2 separate regions of the Mus musculus genome follow, and region 2 is linked to region 1. The links are chromatin contacts, called in public HiChIP or PLAC-seq maps. All regions are on one chromosome and are shown on one strand. The core of a region is the stretch at or near the end of the contact, and the rest is flanking DNA. Distances in the headings are between cores, read along the strand shown.

The links. HiChIP or PLAC-seq counts read pairs in DNA pulled down with a chosen protein or histone mark.
Region 2: a FOXA1 HiChIP or PLAC-seq map of pancreatic cancer cells shows a contact between it and region 1. The contact joins the promoter of Amh here to the promoter of Onecut3 in region 1. A contact is called at or near these places in 1 of 39 promoter capture datasets (liver), 1 of 15 datasets of contacts at CTCF or cohesin (the NIH/3T3 cell line), 2 of 115 datasets of contacts at active chromatin or transcription factors (microglia and pancreatic cancer cells) and 2 of 9 other capture datasets (adipose tissue and pancreatic islet).

The regions. Positions count from the first base shown.
Region 1 is chr10:80,492,965-80,496,939 of GRCm38.p6, reverse strand. Onecut3 (one cut domain, family member 3) reads right to left here and starts at 2,034. Exons shown (of 2, transcript NM_139226.3): 1 at 750-2,034. The coding sequence starts at 1,932.
Region 2 is chr10:80,803,005-80,806,813 of GRCm38.p6, reverse strand. It overlaps Amh (anti-Mullerian hormone), which reads right to left and starts at 1,574. Exons shown (of 5, transcript NM_007445.3): 1 at 1,164-1,574; 2 at 648-790; 3 at 362-470; 4 at 115-274; 5 at 1-15. The coding sequence starts at 1,566. Sf3a2 (splicing factor 3a, subunit 2) reads right to left here. Exons shown (of 9, transcript NM_013651.4): 6 at 3,305-3,354; 7 at 3,091-3,231; 8 at 2,926-2,994; 9 at 1,892-2,842. The coding sequence ends at 2,000. RefSeq lists a promoter at 1,532-1,752.

The sequences.
Region 1 (3,975 bases), core at 785-3,284:
GAGGCAGCTCGAAGAGAGGGACAGCAATTTGTCCCCGTGGAGAGAAGTAGAAAGGGGGGACAGGAAAACAGGAGGGAGTGAGGCCCTGGGAGCCACGGGGGGGGGGGGGTGTGAAGGCCTCTGGTGGATGCCACTGAGCCCAGGGTCCCAAGGGCTGCCCCTCCCCCAATCTCAAATGACCTTTGCCAACGGCCAGAGGGGGGAGGGATGGGGGACTAGCGGATCGATCGTCGGCAGAGGCTGAGCTGCATAGGAAGAGAGCTCGGTGGTGGTGGTGGTGCTGGGGCTGGGGGCAGAGCGGTGGCCAGGCCTTGGCTGAGTCTAGTCAGCACCTAGAGCTTTGTGACTGGGTGGAGAGAGGGCGCCTTTGGTCCCTCTTGCAGGATGTTTGGGGACGAGGGGAGTGGCACCTCTGATCGCAGGGGATCGTGAACCCAAGGAACGTGCTACAGACGCGCGCATACACGCGCACACACGGAGCCACGCGAGGGCTGTTTTAGTTTAGCACCCTATGTCTACATCAGCCTCAAAGACACTAGACACCCTACACAGTCCCTAAAAGAATAGGGACGGAAACAATAATTGTATTTGCCCTCTTTCTATTAGTGACACTCGGCGATGCAGACCCCGGGTCAGCCTCAGAGGCTACAGTTTCCCCCCTCTAGGCTGGCAGGACGCACTAGCCAAGGTCCTTCATCCTGTGCCAACCATGTCCCCCAGGATCGAGCCTCAGGGGCCCTTGTCCCTACCTGCCAGGCGCAGCGCCGACATGCGCTGGAACTCCGGCTCCTGCAGCCACTTCCACATCCTGCGGAAGGTCTCGCGGCCGGATTTGAGCTTGCTCCAGGGCTTCGGGTTGCGCAGCAGGTCGGAGAGCGTGCCCTGCGAGCGGCACAGGATGCGCTGCGCGAAGATGGCCTGCGGGATGCTGTAGCGCTTCAGCTCGGCGGTGATGCGCTGGGCCACCTCTTTGGTGTTGATCTCTTCGGCTGCAGCGCCGGCTCCCGGGCCGCCGCTGCCGCCGCCAGCGCCACCGCCCCCTCCGGGGCCACCGCCGCCTGAGTGAGGCCCGTGCGCCCCGGCCGCAGCCAGCCCGCCCAGCGGAGCCAGCAAACCCGCGGCCGCCCCGCCGGCCGCCCCGCCGCCTCCCGCGCCGCCGCCGCCTCCAGGCAGCCCTCGGGCCAGCGCGTCCTCTGCGCGCCCCAGAAGCGCCGCGTGTGGCTCGAAGGCGGCAGGTGGCAGTAGTTTGTCCCCGGCCAGGTGGCCCGGAGCCCCGTAAGCGGCGAGCGGTGGCGGCGGCGGCGGCTGCGGGGCGCTGTGCAGAGCGGGGGGCAGCGCGCTGGGCAGCGGCGACAGTGGCGACCCCATGGTGGGCAGCTCCTTGCCATAAGGCCCGTAGAGGTGGCCCACCGAGGCCAGCGCCGCCCGCTCGTCGCGCATGAGGGTGAAGCTGCCGCTCACGCTGGCCGCCAGGCGCTGCGGAGGGGGCGGTGGCGGCGCGGTGGCCGGGTGAGGGTGAGCGTGTGGATGGCCTCCGTGCGCCCCAGCCACCGCGTGCTGGTGGAACTTATCGGCCACGGCGGCCAGCGGCGGCAGGTGCTGCAAGGGCGTGAGCGTGGTGTAGGTGCCACCCAAACCTGGGGCCTCGCACGCCATACCCATGGCCGGGTGCAGGGGGCCAGCCAGCTCCCCACGGAAGTCAGGGCCACCACCCGCGGCCCCTGCAGCCCCCGCGCCCCCGGCGCCCCCGCCCCCGGCGCCACCACCGTCCAGCAGGCTAGCCATGCCGGCCACCAGGCCTGGGCGCCCCGATGCCACTAGGCTTCGGTGTTGGGCCGCGGCGGAGCGCGCGTGGCCCGGGCTCAGCAGCTCGCCGGCTTGCGCGTGTGTCACCCCGTGCAGCCCCCCGAGGCTCTCCAAGCTCAACTCCATCCTGGGTGTCCTCTTCGTGTGTGCTCAAGGCCGCAGCATGGTCCCCACGCACTGGCCGACGCTCCTGGTGGCGGCGGCTGCTACTGTCCCGCTTGTTCAGTGCTCTCGCTCGGCTTCGGCTGCTGCGAGCAGCGGCCACCAGGATGTGGCGGGGCGGCCGCCGCCGGCGCCCCGGCCCGGGTCTGACGTCAGCGCCCCCGCCCATCGCTCCGCCTGCACCCGCCAAACCCCTTGGAGCACCAGGCTGGCTTCTTGGGTCTCCCCATTCTCCTTGCCCTGAGAAGAACCTGAGGGATTGGGGTGGGGGACCGCTAGTCCTGGCTCTGTGTGAGTGTGAGTGAGTGTGTGTGTGTGTTCTCATATCAGCGTCTTTGATTCTCTGTCCTGTACATTCCCCCTTCTGCCCCTACCCGCCCCCAGTTCCTGAAGTGTGGCTACAAACGCCCCCCAACTCTGTTGACACTCTCAGAAAGATGGGCTGTTTTCCCCGTATGCACACAAAGATTTCAAAACCTCTTTTGGGATGAAGTGGGGCTATTAGTAGGTCCCCAGAACAATCACACATTGGCCTCAAGCACAAGGAAAAGCAGGCATTTGGGCATTTGGGCCTCTGTTTCTTCAATTGTGCAATGTAATTGCCCTGCAGAAATCTTTCTTAACAGGGACTTTAGTGGTTTTTAGGCCCAGGATTGGGAAGACAGAGGCAGGTGGATCGTTAATTTGGAGGCTAGCCTGGTCTATGTAGCAAGTTCCAGTCAGGCAAGGGCTTTATAGTGAGTCTTTGCATCAAAGCAAACATAAATTCCTCCAAGGTCCGGTGTAGTGGCACATGCCTTTAATCTCGGCACTTGGGAGGCAGAGGCAGGTGGATTTCTGAGTTCAAGGTCAGCCTGGTCTACAGAACTGGATTCAAGGACAGTCAGGGCTACACATGGAAAAGATGACAGAGAGGGGGGGAAGAGAGAGGGGAAAATTCCTCCTAAGTCCCGTGTAATTGGCTACTTCCTGTCCCCAATATCTCTGGGGTCTAAGGATGTCTTGTCTGAGACTGGTCATCTCTAGACCAGCTTGGGTTTGGGGTTTTTTTTTTTTTTTCAGACTGAGATAGCTAGCCTAGGATCTCTCTCTCTCTCTCTCTCTCTCTCTCTCTCTCTCTCTCTCTCTCTCTCTCTCTCTCTCCCTTTCCCACCTGCAGACAGTGAAGGGGGACAGAAGGGGTACATGGATGGCACCCTACAGGCACAAAGCACCTGGGAACAAGACCCCTTGGGTTTGTGGAGAAGAGATTACCGATTACCAGGGTGGCCATGCCAGACTCTGGGGGGACCTTGTGTTAGGAGGGTGTCTTCACTCAGCCTCAGCCCCTGCCTCCCTTGCCCTGCTCACTGCCAGGGAGGGTTATTGGCATTTGTTCTGGAGCTTGAGTCACCCATGGGCTCTGACGCTCACTCAAGGGATGCCCCCACCAATGGCTTGGGCTATCAGGCTGGAAACAAAGCAAACCAAGAATCTGATGTCCACAGTGCACTGGCTGTGTGACAGGCGTGGTGGTCCATGCCCGGGGCTGCACAGATCCTTTTCTGTTCCTCATTTTCCCCTTTCATGCTGCCCCCCCCCCCCCAGAGAAGAGGATCTTGGAGGAAAGTGAGTGGCATTGTATATGAGCCATTAAGGGGGGGGGTACACAGAGGTCCCTCTCCCAAATCCTTGGGTGGACAGGGCTGAAGGGACTGTTTCAATGTGAACAAGTCAGCATTTATTAAGCTCCAGCTGTTTAACAGTCCTAGAGAGGGAAGAGATCCAGAGCCTATCACTTCTTGCCTGTTGCCATCTTGGTCTCCTGGTTGGGGGTGGGGGTGGGGATAGTGGGGAGTAAAGACTGCAGAGGGGGCCATTAGGGTGAAGCTTGCAGGAGTGGGTACTTTTACCCATCCATCTCCCCCAAGGGGCAGAAGCCTTGGGGTCTTCTGATTTGGGGAGCCTGGACAATTTGGGGCCACAGCCATCTTCCAGATAGAGGAACTGAGGCACACAGAGTGTCTG
Region 2 (3,809 bases), core at 325-2,824, 310 kb before region 1:
GGCTCCAGGGACAGTCTGGAATAGAACGAAGTGGGCCAGCTGTGAGCACAAGAGGCTATGGTGGACCAACTACCCCCTCCAACGTCCCAGTTCCTCCTCCATCCCTGTGCGCACCCAGGCTGCGGGAAAGGCATGGTGTCCAGCTGGCCGTGTGCTGGCTGCGGTGACGGCTCGGCGGGTGGCAGCACCACCAGGGTGGGAGTCATCCGCGTGAAACAGCGGGAATCAGAGCCAAATAGAAAGGCTTGCAGCTGATCGATGCTCAGGGTGGCACCTGTAGAGGGTGGGCACGTGCTGGCTGAGGGCTGGGGTTAAGGGCAGCTTCCTTCCACTCTGTCCCCTCCCCTCTGCCAGGACCTACCTTCTCTGCTTGGTTGAAGGGTTAAGATGAGGCCCGAGCCGCTCCAGGCCCCCGCTGGGAAGTCCACGGTTAGCACCAAATAGCGGGTGTCCCGAGTAGGGCAGAGGTTCTGTGGACACAGGGACTCTTGTCAGCAGGACTGGGGAAGATGGTCAGGCTACAGGCACCACCCCTGCCATACTGGGAATAGCCTCCCAGGTGTACTCCTAACCCCACCAACCCTTCCATTTGGCACAACCTCAACCAGAAGGCTGTTAGGGGATGGGCCCATGCCAGTCTCTGGTACCTGTGTGCCCCGCAGTCCAGTCCCTGTGACTGTGACCTGGGGGCCTGGTCCAGGGTATAGCACTAACAGGGCCTGCTCCCAGCGGCTGGCTCCCCCAGGTGGAGGCTCTTGGAACTTCAGCAAGAGCTCGGGCTCCCATATCACTGTGGGCAAATATTGGTTGACTGAGTCTCTGAGGCCATTAGCTTCAGTCCCTCAAGATCTGTCCTACAGAAATTCCCTCAGCTGGACTCTTCACTGGAGATCTTCTGGGGCCATGTAGGCCTGAGGGACCCTGATCCAAGGTGTGGAGACCTTGCTTGTAAGGACACAGCAGCTCTGCTGTCATCTGTCTGGAAGGTGTGATCATTGGGGTGTGTCCTGCCATCTTGCCCACTACAGTTCCTGAAAGGGTGTATAAGGTTCTGCCTAGCAATCCAGCGAGGCCCCCTCCCCCAAACCCCCCTCCCCCAGCTTCTGCCCTAACTCACTCAGTCCCAAGGCATCATGGGCGCTGAGACAGAGTCCATCACGTACCTTCAGCCAGATGTAGGACTAGCAACTGCTGTTCTCCAGTCTCCCCTAGCCAGGCCCCAAGGCGCTGCAGGGCAGGCAGGGTAGCCTGGGAGTCAGTGCTGCAGACTCCGAAGGTGGCCAGGTCTTGGGGTCCCCAGCGAGACTCCTGGACAGCCTCCAGGAAGGCATACTCATAGCTGTTCAGACCCCCCACCACCCTCAGGGAAGCTCTGCTTGTGTTCCCCTCTCCTCTCACTGTCACCAGGCACAAAGGTTCAGGGGGGCTGCTGGGGGGCCAGAGCTCATCTTCAAGGAAGATGAGGCCCCTGGTATTGGTGGCCAGGTTTTCAACCGCCTCAGGCTGTAACACAGCCCCCATAGTCGCTAGCAGCAGTACCAGTGGAGAGAGGTGTGGCCCCTGCATGGTGGTACAGCAAGGTCCGGGTGGCCCTGCTTATATGTATGGCTGAGCCAGATTGCTTGCTTGGGAGGGACGCCCCTATCAACACCAAAGGTGACCTTGGGGGACAGTGCCTGGCACTTTTCATGCCCAGCAGGTGGGAGGCGACTGTCTCAAAGGGCTTTCTGTCCTCAGAGCTGGGCCCATAACTGCAGAGGCCTGAGCTGTCCTTGAGTAGCTCCCATCTCCCTGGGGAGCCCACCTGGAGGACGCCCCAGGTCACCACAGCTTCAACAGAGACAAGCAGTATCCACCCTCCCCACTACCAAACACACAGCAGACAGGGAGACACGGGGGAGGCTGTTTAATAGGCTCAAGGCAGGACAAATAGAAAACCTTCCAAGGACTGGCAATGGGAAAAGACCACACAGACAACAGAGGCTGGTGGGGGGACTGCTCAGTTGCCTGGGGGAGGGGGAGGCATGTTCCCAGGGCCATCTGAGGGGAGTGGGGGCCTCAGCATGGGGGGCATAGGAGCAGGGTGCACCCCAGGATTTGAGGGGTGAACCCCTGGAGGCTGAGGGTGGACCCCCGGGGCAGCAGGGTGGACTCCAGGAGGCGGCTGAGGGTGAACCCCTGGTGCCTGAGGGTGGATCCCAGGGGCTGGGGGGTGTACCCCAGGGGCTTGAGGGTGTACTGCAGGAGCAGGTGGGTGTACCCCTGGAGCCTGAGGATGAACTCCAGCTGATGGAGGAGGGTGTACCCCTGGAGCTGGTGGGTGCACCCCTGGAGCTGGTGGGTGCACCCCTGGAGCTGGTGGGTGCACCCCTGGAGTTGGGGGGTGTACCCCTGGAGCTGGTGGGTGGACACCTGGAGCTGGTGGGTGCACTCCTGGGGCTGGTGGGTGCACTCCAGGGGTGGGTGGGTGCACTCCAGGGGCTGGGGGATGGACCCCAGATGTTGGTGGATGGACCACTGGTGCTGGGGGGTGTACCCCAGGAGCTGGGGGATGGACTCCAGATGTTGGTGGGTGTACTACTGGGGCCGGGGGGTGCACCCCAGGAGCTGGTGGGGGCATCTGGGGAGGTCCAGGGGGCCCAGAGGGAGCAGGCCCAGTGGGGGGCATAGGAGGGAGAGGCAGGCCACCAGGTGGAGGTGGGGGCAAGGCATCAGGGAGTGGTGGGCGAGGAGGCAGTCCATTCATGAGTGGGGGCGGGGGCCGCTTGACGCCTGGGGGTCCTGCTGGGAGGCTGGGAGGTGCTGGGGGCTTCTCCATCTTAAAGTGGAACTGAAGAAAAAACTGTAGGAGAGAGGGTCAGTGACTGGGGCAGGGCCACTGAGGAGCGCTGAGAGAGTACCCACGCAAGGCCTGTGGAACCTCACCTGCTTGGTTTCTCTGTTCCAGTGGGTCCAAAACTTGCCCTCAGCCTTGTCAATCTCCCGGCTTGGCACCTAGGGAGAAAGTCAGAGGCTGCAGCACCCCAAGGAGGGGCTAGGATACACAGACAGCTGAATTTAGCTGCTCTCTCTGTCCTGTAGGGTCGCTACCTTGAAAGCAATGGTCTCATAGGGCTCAGCAGCCATGAGCAGGTACTGCCAGCGGCGGTCTGGAGGCTCGATCCTCTGCTCATAAGCAGACATGAAACGGTGGCGTGGCATGATACCCTCTGCGATCTCAGGGTAGTCAATCTGTAAAACATGCACAGCACTATTGGCATCACCACCCGTGTGTCTGGTCCACCCCTGACTGGTCCCACCTCACCTGGAACAGCAGGCTCTGCTGGCCCATCTCTGTGTCCCTCTGCTTGGTCACTGCAACAGAAGGGATGGGGCTGTTATGTGCTGTGTGTGCACAACAGAACAGGGTTCCTCAACACAAGGCCTGGCTTCTCTGCCTAAGGCCACTGGCTAGGACCTAAAGTGAGGGAGGGCAACCCAACCCAGCACTCTATGCAGGGGCAGCTGTTGAAGTCCAAGAAGAGTATGAGGAGGGAGGTGCTGTGTCACAGCCTCCCCAGGACGGACCCTGCCTGCCAAAGGGGACTCTTGGCAACTTGGGTCCCTGGGCTCCTGCTGGCCATGTGATTGGTCTTCTGGCTAGGCCACGTCACCCAGGGGCCTCTGCAGAGGGGCTCCAGGGGCAGTGACTGCAACAGCCAGCCTCCCCCTCCTGCTTCTGGAGATTGCCAGTAGGGATGGTACTTATCAGCACCTGGGGGCTCTTGGCAACACTAAGGGAAAGATGCTTTGAGGACAGAGAAGTCGGC